Linked DNA regions of Sus scrofa: region 1 is linked to region 2. Evidence: chromatin contacts called from public Hi-C data. All regions are on one chromosome and are shown on one strand. The core of a region is the stretch at or near the end of the contact, and the rest is flanking DNA. Distances in the headings are between cores, read along the strand shown. Region 1 holds the start of WDR38 (WD repeat-containing protein 38). Region 2 holds the start of NR6A1 (nuclear receptor subfamily 6 group A member 1).

The links. A called contact is a pair of places that touch in the nucleus more often than the background predicts.
Region 1: a Hi-C map of embryonic fibroblasts shows a contact between it and region 2, with 6 times the contacts expected there. The contact joins the promoter of WDR38 here to the promoter of NR6A1 in region 2. A contact is called at or near these places in 5 of 5 promoter capture datasets (fetal liver, fetal skeletal muscle, liver and 1 more), 32 of 47 Hi-C or Micro-C datasets (adipocytes, adipose tissue, alveolar macrophages and 18 more) and 2 of 2 datasets of contacts at active chromatin or transcription factors (alveolar macrophages and skeletal muscle).

The regions. Positions count from the first base shown.
Region 1 is chr1:265,627,938-265,633,516 of Sscrofa11.1, forward strand. WDR38 (WD repeat-containing protein 38) reads left to right here and starts at 4,216. Exons shown (of 9, transcript XM_021068623.1): 1 at 4,216-5,579.
Region 2 is chr1:265,569,228-265,574,895 of Sscrofa11.1, forward strand. NR6A1 (nuclear receptor subfamily 6 group A member 1) reads right to left here and starts at 1,660. Exons shown (of 10, transcript NM_001097499.1): 1 at 1,395-1,660. The coding sequence starts at 1,494.

The sequences.
Region 1 (5,579 bases), core at 2,966-5,465, 61 kb after region 2:
ATAGGCTGTCAGCTGCAGCTCCGATTGGACCCCTAGCCTGGGAACCTCCATATGCCGCAGGTGCAGCCCTAAAAAGCAAAAAATAAATAAATAAAAAATGAAAAAATTAAAGATATGAAATACCATAAAAGTCTCCTCTAGCTAGTCTGTGGCCCTAACCTCACAAGCTGAATGGGTCTATCACAGAGGCCCTGCCTGGCCACCTACCTGACCCCTGCATTCTGTCCTCATCGGGGCCTAGCCTCAGGAGAGTAGTGTGTTCAAGACCTCCACAGGGCTTTTCCCACAGCTCAGAGGTTTGTCCTTCTTTGTAAGAGTCCCTAGAACATGGGAGAGGCTCCAGGGGCCTGTGGGTAAAAGTCCCTGAACATGAGAGCTTGGAACACAGATAGGAAGCCACAGCCCACACTGGGGACAGTGGGTGGTGGTCAGGCCCCCTGAGCTTCTCAGGTTCTTTCTGGTGTCTGGGTCACTTTGCTACCCAAACAGTCTTAGAAAAAAAAACCAAAAAACAAACCATGCTGGAGTTCCTGTCGTGGCTCAGTGGTTAACGAATCCAACCAGGAACCATGAGGTTGTGGGTTCGATTCCTGGCCTTGCTCAGTGGGTTAAGGATCTGGTGTTGCTGTGAGCTGTGGTATAGGTTGCAGATGCGGCTCGGATCTGCATTGCTGTGGCTGTGGTGCAGGCCGGCGGCTACAGCTCCGATTGGACCCCTAGCCTGGGAACCTCCATATGCCTCGGGTCTGGCCCTAGAAAAGACAAAAAAAAAAAAAGCTAAAAATATAATAAGAAAAAAATAAGACCAAGTTTCTACATACATAGTTTTTTTGTTTTTCTTGTCTTTTGTTTTTTGCCTTTTTTTTTTGCTTTTTGGGGCCACACCCACAGCATGGAAGTTCCCAGGCTAGGGGTTGAATCAGAGCTGCCAGCCTACACCACAAGCACAGCGATGCCAGATCCAAGCCTCATCTGTGACCTACACCACAGCTCATGGCAACACTACAGCTCATGGGTTATAGTGGGAAAATGTGGACTCCTGATATAATAATACTTTAATAACACAGCTCGCCAAGCCAGAGTGCTTACTATGTGCAGAATGCTATTCCAAGCACTTCGCATGTATTAACTCAAATCTTGAAGAAACCCTACAAGGCGAGTATTAATCATCCTCATTGTAAACATGAGGAAAAGGAAGCACCAAACAGGTAACTTGAGGTGGGTCGTGGAGTCTGGCCCTCGAGCCTAAAGGTACACAGCTGGTTTTAAACCAACCTAGAGAACCCGGACTGATTAACAGGGGAGGGTGGAAGTCCAGAGCTCACCAGGATTGCAAGATGTCCTACCCTCATAGTTCCCATCGTGTCCGAAAACAAATCCAACTAAGAACCATGAGGTTGTGGGTTCGATCCCTGGCTTCGCTCAGTGGGTTAAAGATCCAGTATTGCCGTGAGCTGTGGTATAGGTCGGCAGCTGTAGCTCCGATTTAACCCTTAGTCTGAGAACTTCCATATGCCTTGGGTTCAGCCCTATGAAGCAAAAAAAAAAAAGTCCTACCCTCGCTGAGGAGTGAGCACGTGACCCCCACTGGGCCAATCGCATGCTCTCCAAAGATGGCTTCACCCTGGATTCTCAGCCCTGCTTCCTCCCTGTCATTCCCATTTGGATTCCACTCCCAGCCCCTTTCCCTGTGGTCCCTTTTGCATCGATGGCGTCTGTTGTTTACAACCAGAGACCCCTGCTTGAGGTCTCCTGTCCACTCAGATCTACCTCTAAGGGAAGCGGGTCCTCTGCGAACCTGACCACTAGGGATGGATATGGCTGGGTGCAAAAAAAGTGAGCCTCCGCAGCGATAGACCACATGGCTCTGTCCTTACTCTTGAGTCATTGATCATCATTTTCACAATTTGGATTTGGAACACAGAAGGCCTACTCATAAAATTTGCAGCTGCTGCAAGTGGCAGAATTAATGCTTTGTGCAATGGCAGCCAGACGTACAGTGCTTTCAAGACTAGACTGCTGGATGGGATCCAAAAAGATGACATTTAACCAGCATAATGTAAGATCTTTCGTGTTTCCGAAGAAGCCATTGTGCAAGTATCAGATCAGGGAGGGAGAGGTGACTGGACAGTAGTTCATGGGAAAAAGCTCCCACTGCGAATTCAGTGAGTCACCAGAATAATGTAGCTGCCGAAAACACAAATGACTCTAGTAATGCAGGCTACAGCACTGGAAATTGAGAAAACTGGAGGTGATGGTACCTTTCGACTTGGCACTTATCACTACCTCCAAAGAGCATGTTTCTACTTCTAGTTGTCACACTTTACAAGGGACAATGACAAATACAATGCATTCCAGTAAAAGTGGCCCAGGTTGTGGGGAAATGACTGAGACGTGAAGGGGATGTGTGCGCAGGGGAGTCCCAGAAAAGAGGCCCAAAAGGGATAATATTAGGGGACCGGCCCTGGAAATTACAGAGAGATTTTATTCAAAGCCCGTTGGATGGCAAATAACCCAAATCACACTGGAGCTCACTCAGCAAAAAAGAATTTACTCTAAGGAAACAGGTGTGTTTTAGGACGGCAGCCTTGGGGACTGGAGTTGGGAGCTGGAGAGCTGGCAGGAAGCTGGGCATCTGACTCTCCACCTCTCTCTCCTCTCTGCTTGTTTTCTTATGAAAAAAGTTTTCTCTGCTTCCTGGGACACTGTCAGAAAGCACATCCTAGCCCTGGCACCCCCTGATCTACTAAACTTCTCAGGATTAGGCATGATGGGGACAAATAATGGAGTCACCCAGGACTCTCCAACAGCATGATGGGATAGGCTGTCCTGCAGGGTACAGAGACCTCACTCAGAGGGGGGATGGGGCAGAGGCTCATACTCCAACCTCCCCAAACTATACTGAAAGAATGTCTGGTGCAAGGAATGAGCTGGGGGCTTGGAAGTTATTGGACATGGGTTTGAATCTCAGCTCTACTACGCTCCAGCTGTGGGACCTTGAGCAAGTCATTTCCCTCTCTCAATCTCCAGGTTGCACTTTAGAATAGCTGTGTACCTACGGTAGTTTCAGAGGAACCAAGGAGCCTGGGAAGGTAGGTACTTAGGGGCAATGAAGAGAGACAAAGCTGGTCCCAGGACTGTGGGTTACCCTCAGGGGCTGGAGTGATTGTGGGAAAGGTCAGCACAGAGCCCCCTCCCCAGGCAGTCTGGACTGAGGGAGGAGAGAACGGGGCAGGCTCCTAGAGAATGAAGAGATAGTCGTCAAGGGGTGGAGAATGTCCCCCAAGGGCCCTGTTGGAGAGGCTAGGATCTGGGTCACCCAATCCTGCGGGCAGAACCTAAGCCAGTGAGATACTTCTGCTGCCTCTGTGACTGTGACCCATGCATCCCCCCTGCTGCCATGGACCCCATCCTGCAGGTGCAGCCCCTGCCCAAACCCAGGGTTAGCCATACCCTCAGGTCCTGCTGGTCATGAAGCCTGACAGCTCCTAATTACCATGTTCTCTCTACATTGTGGGCTGTACCTGGGTTGTGGGCCCCTTGGGTGAGCCTAGCAAAGGGCATTTTGAGCTTTATTTTAAGCTAAAGTGACAAAGATGGATGTCAGGCCCCCCCCACCCCGTTCTCTGAGCACTTACTGCACACCGGGTCCCTTAACAGGCACATCTCACCAGCTCCTCACAAGGCAACCACTTTCAGCATCTGCATTTTACAGATAAGAAAACCGAGGCATTGAGTGATCAGGCATCTTGCCCAAGGTTGCAGAGCTTGTAGTTGGCAAAACCTGGGTTGAATCCAGATCTCTTTGGGGCAGGAGTTCTCAGTCTGGGAGCTGGGCAAAGGAAAGCCACTCAGAGGAAGTGATACTGGAGCTAGATCCCAAGGTGGCCTCGAGGGTGGTGAATCCTGTGTGCACAGGCCCAGGTGGGAATGGAGATGAAGGGATGGAAGAAAGGGCCCTTGTGGATAAGTTCAGGGAGCAAGGTGGGCAGGTGACAGAGGCAGAGAGGTAGGCACGATGCTTTGGTCCTTGAGGGCCCTGGAATTCACGGTGGGTGGTGAATTCACCACAGATTCCTGGGTCCCCACAGGCTGAGTAGTCACTGGGCCTGACGGATGAGGCTTATTCAGAGAGCTCTGGGAGAGATGGGCTGGGCTGGGGAAGGTGGTTCTGTGCCCTTCAGTAAAGCAGAAGCAACTGGGTGGCCAGGGAAATGCCAAATGGGGCAGGGGCTTTAGAGTGCCTACACAGAGGGAACAGGGAGAGGGCCTGGGGAGCCAGCTACCGGGAGTGGAGGTGTGGTGGGGGGGCACGACTAGGACCCATGTGTGGAGCTGGAGGCGGGTGGCCTTATAGGTCCAACTCAGATGGGTCCCTGGAGAGCCAATTCCGTGACCTGGGCCCTTTGGGAGTTACAATGGAGTTAGGGCCGCCTCAAAGCCGCCATTGTCACTCCCTCTCCCGCCTGACTGTCTAGGACCTAAAATAGAGCGAGAGAACAGCAGATCTCCGTGAGAAGAATTTCTGGCAGAGAGGTTTGGGGGGAGGGGTGTGAATCACCACTGGGAACCCTTGAGTTTGAAGCTCGCAAAGCCCAGCTGCCCCAGCTTCACCCCCAGGGAGCCTGAAATCCACTAGACAGTGGGGGAGTGTCTCAGTCCTACCCTGTCCCACTGTGGAGAGGGGACTGGGTTCTGGCCCCAGCTCTGCCATGGAGGTGCTGGAGGACTGGGCCAAATCTGCCCCCTCAGAGCTTCAGTTTCCCAGACGTACCAGAGAGCTATCCGCTGTGAGGCCCCTGGAATTCATGGCAGGTGGTCCTAATCCAGGCCTCAGGGTCAGGCAGATACAGGATGAAGCCCCAATTCGTTTCCTATTTGCTGAGGGACCTTGAACAAGTTCCCCCACTCCTGGAGCCTCAGTTTCCTCATCTGAAAAATGGACATTGAAACCAAGTTCTGTTCTTTCCTGGTTTTAGCTTGAAGTGGCCAACAAGGAGCTCCTTGGGCCTCCCTCTACACCCTCAGACAGGACACTTCGTGGTGCCAGGAATGCTAACAGTGACCCCACTTTTTAATACCCTGTGCTTTGCATATTGCTTCCGGCTCTCCGCATCCTGGAAGGCAGAGATAATCCGTTTCCAACCCTCTTCTTGTGAGTTCTTGGGTACTGGACACTCCTGGAGGAAAGGGGTCTTGGCTCCACAGTGGGCCCTCCAGGGCACTTACTATGTGTCAGGCCCTGAGCTTGGCTCAAGCCTAGAGCCCTGGAGGACAGAGATGGGTTTCTCCTTTGTGCCGAAGGGGAAACTGGATCGTCTCAAAGACGGCTGTGGGCCTTTGGAAACTGATGGGCACTGCGCAAGGGCTCAGGGGAGAGATGGCGCGGTGTGTGGGGTCGGCGTGCCCTCTAGCGGCCGCTGTGCTTGCCGTCTTGCCCCGCGACCAGAGCTGCCCAAGGTTCCACTTGCAGCGGTCTGGGCAGGGAAGTCCCTTCTTAGAGCCCCCGGCAGTCCCGCCTGCTGCTGCCCCATCTCCCATGAGCTCAGAGCAGTGTCTCGCATACAGTCTCCTCTCTT
Region 2 (5,668 bases), core at 410-2,909:
CTGTTCGGTCCTAGATCTTTCAGAGAATTGCGCGTTTATGGCGCAGAGAGGGGAGGAGGCACGGATCTCTGAGAGCCTGCCCTTTATTCGGAAATGAGGAGATGTGAAAGGTGGAAGGCAGGGCAAATAAATAAATAAATCGGGTTTGCCGCCGAAGCGTTTGCCGGCCGGTACGAGCACCCTTTGTAATGCAGGCCTCCCGGGGCTATCGCCTGCGCTAATTGCTCCAGGGCGCTTTCCAAGTTCAAAAGTTCACCTTTTACGACCTCACAAAAGCTCCTTACACGTTACCAATAAAAACATTCCGCGGCAAACACTGAGGGGAAAAATATCAAACAGATACAAATAAAACACCCCGCGGGGGGAGGGAGCCGGGGGTGGGAGGGCGAGTCGGGCCCAGCCACAGCCCCGAGGAACCTGAGGACTTGGCCGGGACGTGGGGCAGGGGAGAGCGGAGGGAGGGAAGGGCCAGGTGAGGGATTCTCCGGGCCTGGGCTCCGGGATCGCGAAAGGGAAGAGAAGTGAGCTTGGGCAGGCGCGGGCCGAGACCGGCGAGTGCAAGGAGGGAAGAGGCAGGTGTCCCGGGCACCAGATCGGGCCGGAGATCCGAGCCACCGGGGGGAAAGAGATGAACAGGGCCGGGGCAGGCGGGCAGGAGAGCGCCGGGAAGGAGCGCAGAGAAGCAGGGCGCGGGGTCCGAAAAGGAAACGCTGAGCCAGTAGCTACCGAACTGGGGGTTCGGTGCCGAGGTGGAGGCTGGGGCAGCACGGGAAGCGCGGGACGGCAGGGAGACGGGAAAAGGTGAGGGGCAGAGAGAACCAAGGGGACGAGGGTGTGGCGTCCTCAGGGCGCTGAGGGAGCTTCCGCGGAGGAAGAAGGGCCCGCGTGGGGGAACACGGTGGGGGAGATCCGGGTGGGGAGAGAAAAGCTTAGAGTCGAAGGGAACACTTTGGGGGAGAGGCCCCCACAGAGGGGTCCCCCAGCGGGGGGGGGGGAAAGGGCCTCGGAGCAGAGGGAACTGGAGGGGGAGGGAAAGCCCCCACTGACGGGACTGGAGGTGAGGGGGCCGAGAGACGGGGAGAGGGGTCGGCGCAGAAGGGACCTAAGGGAAGGGGGAGGATTCGCGCAGAGGGACGGGGGGAGGGGAGGCTTGTGCGGAGGGGACAGGGGGGAGGGGGAAACGAGGGTCGGGATTGAGGGAACTGGGCAGGGGGAGGATCAGCACGGAGAGGAACGGGGAAGGAGGAAGGAGGAGAGGGAGGGTCCGCGCTGGGGGGACCCGGGGTCGCCGCAGCTTCCCACGGTGAGAGTCGGCTGAAAGGAGAGGGATCCCCAGGGCAGGGGACAGGGCGCCGGTTCTTGCCGGGCCGGGACTCTGAACTCCCCTCACCCACCGTTGCGCGGCGGCGGAGGGAGCGCGGCGGGCGGCTCCAGGAACCCCGCCGAGCCCCCGCCGCCTCCCCCTCCGCTAGGCGGCCGTTCGTCCCGCTCCATGCGGTGGTGCTCAGGACCCGCGCTCGGTTCGCTGCTCCGCCATGACCGGCGCCCTCGCCGTCGTCGTCGTCCGCCGGGGGGGAGGGGGCTGTCAGGGGCCGGAGGGCTCCCGGCCGCGGCGCTCTCTGGGCCCCTAGCCGCCCGGCTCCGCGCCCCTCCGCGCCGCGCCCCCTCAGCACTGGCCAGCTCCCACCCCCGACGTCACGCGCCGCTGCCACGCATGCCCCGCGGGGCACCCTGGGAATTGGAGTCCACCGGGCGAGGTCGGCCGGGCGGGACCCCACCAATTGAAGGGGTGGGAGAAGGGAACGGAGGCCCTGAGAAGGGAAGGCCAAGGCTTGTCACCATCACGAACTCTGATGAAAACTTCTGGTAAAAAACTGAATAAATATTACTTCAGGGTCTGCTCTTTATTATGACATATCCATGATCAACCGTCCCTGCGATGCTCCGTATCCTCCCTCCCTGACAATGAGTCTTTCCTAGGAGGCGGATCGCGAAGGAGCCGGGTGAGCACGTGCAATGAAGCCCAGCCCTGTAGGCGGGGCTCGGAGGGGGCGGAGTTTGGAGGTATTCACGAGGGCCTTCCTCCGCGGCTTTGGGACAAATTGGACCCGAGATTAAAGGACCGGAGTTTAACTCGGGATGACTGCGTTCGTATGCAAATTGAATCTATAAAACTCTGCTTTCCGGGGTACTCTTTAAAGCCTTTTACCTCCGGGTGGGCGGGAAAGACTAAAGTTTCTCTTCCTCCTCTTTCATTTTCACCCCTGACCAAAGAACAGAATGGCAAACTAAGTAAGCTTCAGGCCATTGATGCCGTTAAAGAAACTCAGACTGTCCATTCCTGGTGTCTTGAACCCCACCCCCACCCCCGTTTAAGAGGCTCCTTACCCAGTTCGCTTTCCCTCCTCCTCAGTTTTTTTATCTGTGAAATGGGATTAGAATAGGGATGGGGTCCAGTTGGAGGATCCCAGCCTCCCCCGCCGTAGCTCTTTGCCTCAGTCTCCCAGAGCAAAATCCCAGATTTTGCAGTTTCTGATGGGGCTAGCTGACCCCACCTCCTGTGGCCACCAGGTGGCGCGCAGCCACCAAGCGGCGTGCAGCCACCAGCCTCGGCTTGCTGGGGGCGTCCACCTCAGGGACCCATCTCTCACCGTGGCTGCCTTCCAAGGTCTGAGCTCTACCTGGCCTGTTTGAAGACAAAGAACAGGAACACTGGCTGATTCCTTGACCGCCTCTACTCTGCGGAGTTATGCCGAAGCTTCCTCACTGGCTACCCATTCCCCACCCTGACACCCCACCAATCTATTGGCTCATCTATGTCATTACTTGCTTAATTTTTTTTTTTTTTGTCTTTTTAGCTATTTCTTGGGCCGCTCCCACGGCATATGGAGGTTCCCAGGCTAGGGGTCGAATCGGAGCTGTAGCCACCAGCCTACACCAGAGCCACAGCAACGCCGGATCCGAGCCGTGTCTGCAACCTACACCACAGCTCACGGCAACGCCGGATCCTTAACCCACTGAGCAAGGGCAGGGACCGAACCTGCAACCTCATGGTTCCTAGTCGGATTCCTTAACCACTGCGCCACGACGGGAACTCCTACTTGCTTAATTTTTATTTATTTCTTTTAATCATTTTGCTGCCACACCTGCAGTATAAGAAAGTTCTCCGGGGTTGGGAGTTGAACTGGAGCTGCAGCTATGGCCTACCCTACAGGCACAGCAATGGCAGGATCCGAGCTGCAGCTGTGACACCGAAGAAACTTCAGATCTTAACCCACTGAGCAAGGCCGGGGATCAAACCCACATCCTCACGGATACTTTGTCTCTTTCTTATCCTGCTGAGCTACAGGGGAACTCCTGCTTAATGTTTAAATCCTCATCGTGTCGGTTGGTGCGACTCTGACTTCTGCCCTGCCTCTCTGACTTCTGCCCACATTTCTCATTACACTCCTCCCCCACCTGCTGGGCAGGGTGTTTTGCAGTGCTTCCCTGCATTTACAGGTTGGATGGCGATTCCTCACCAACAATGGTTAACCTGTAGTGCATCCTTAATCTGTGCCAGCTACATGAATGCTGTGTTCTCAAAACCTCATGTCTCCTCTGTGAGGTAGCTCCAGTATTGCCCCTATTGGACGAAACCACCCATCAGTAAGAGGGATTCCAAACCCAGTTGGTCATACACCAAAACCTGAATGCTTGACTCCTTCACACTATTGGCTTCACCCAACTCACTCCCACTCTCCTATTCATCTTTCAAAATCCTGTTCAAGACATCTAGATCCCCTCTGTGTTCCCTTACTGCTCTGCTGAGCTCTCTGTGGACTGTGAGAAATGATTTCTCCATGATTGCTTCCCCACTACCATTGCCCAGCCCCAGGGGGGGAGGAGAGTCTTTAGAGTGTGCAGTGGGAGGCAGGGGGACCAAGGAGATGGAGCTTCTGGGCCCTTCTCTCAGCTCTGGGTTCTAAAGTGAGAACCAGGTAGGCTTCCTAGAGCTAGAGCTTCCCTTTCTATCACAGACTTCTGGAAGGAGTGAGTTCCCCTTCCTTGGAGATCTAATTGGGGGCTACATGGCACTGCAGGAACCTCCTGAAAGCATGGGATTTCAGTGATGTATGAATATTCTAAGTCAACTCTCAAAGATGGACAGAAAAATTCAGCCTTTGAAAGTAGCTCCTCCTCATCCTTCAGACTCCAGCTCTGTTGTCACTTCCTCCCAGAAGCCTTCCTAATCTCCCTGACTAGTCAAATCCCTTTTTTCTCACTCTCATCGGTATAACCCCAACTGCTGAGCTCAGAACCTGAACACAGTAGACAATAAATAATTGCTGAGTGGGTGGGAGAATGAATAAAAAACAGATTTGACTTTTCTGTGTAATGACTGTGACTTTGGTCTGGTCACCTTTGAGCCTCAAAGTCCTGGTTTCTAAGGTGAGAGGGATAATAGTGATAGTTACTACCTCACAGGATTGCTATGAGAATCAAATAAGATGATGCGTGCAAAGCAATTAATACAAGGTCTGGCTTAATCAATGGGACCTGTCACTGATGTTATTTAAGGAAGGGTCCTAGTTCCCTTTACCTCTCTTCTGCAAATCCTTCTTTTTCTTTTTTTTTTTTTTTTTTTTTTTTTTTTTGTCTTTTTGCCATTTCTTTGGGCCGCTTCCGCGGCATATGGAGGTTCCCAGGCTAGGGGTCTAATCGGAGCTGTAGCCACCGGCTTACGCCAGAGCCACAGCAACGCAGGATCCGAGCCGAGTCTGCAACCTACACCACAGCTCACGGCAACGCTGGATCGTTAACCCACTGAGCAAGGGCAGGGACCAAACCCGCAACCTCATGGTTCCTAGTCGGATTCGTTAACCACTGCGCCACGACGGGAACTCGAAATCCTTCTTTTTCTACCGCAAAACTGAGAAAAGTACTGAGACCTCAGCCAGTGTCCTAAGCAGATAGGGTCCTGTGAGGTAGGCACCTCCTAGGAATCCTTTCCCCTGCATTTTCCCCCCAACGATCCTGAGAGGTATTTTTCTCTCCAAATTACACTTGAGGAAACAGGCTCCAAAAGACAGATGACGACAACTCCCACCACCAGCAGGACTCATGACGGAAGAGCTGGGTAGGAAACTGAGGAGAAGGAAGGATCGGTGGGGGAGTGCTGAGGCCAGAGGCACACAACTAGACAGCTCTGTGGCTGAGAACAAGGCAGGTGTGAGCCCCATCATGGGGGCCTTGTCCTGTAGTGGGAAAGAAAGACACTAATCAAAAAAAAAATAATCACATACCCACAATTGCATGCAAATGCCACAACTTAAACACATTAAAAAGTTTCTTTAAAAATTTAATTAAAAAAAAAAAAAGGAGTTCCCATCATGGCGCAGAGGAAACGTATCCAACTAGGAACCATGAGGTTGCAGGTTCGATCCCTGGCCTCCTCGCTCGGTGGGTTAAGGATCTGGCATTGCCATGAGCTGTGGTGTAGGTCGAAGACGCAGCTCAGATCTGGTGTTGCTGTGGCTGTGGCTTAGGTCGGCAGCTGTAGCTCCCATTAGACCCCTAGCCTGGGAACCTCCATATGCTGTAGGTGAAGCCCTAAAAAGACAAAAAAAAAAAAAAAAAAGTAAGGAAGAAGGATGAGTAGGAGTGAGTGAGTCACACTGAGCAGATA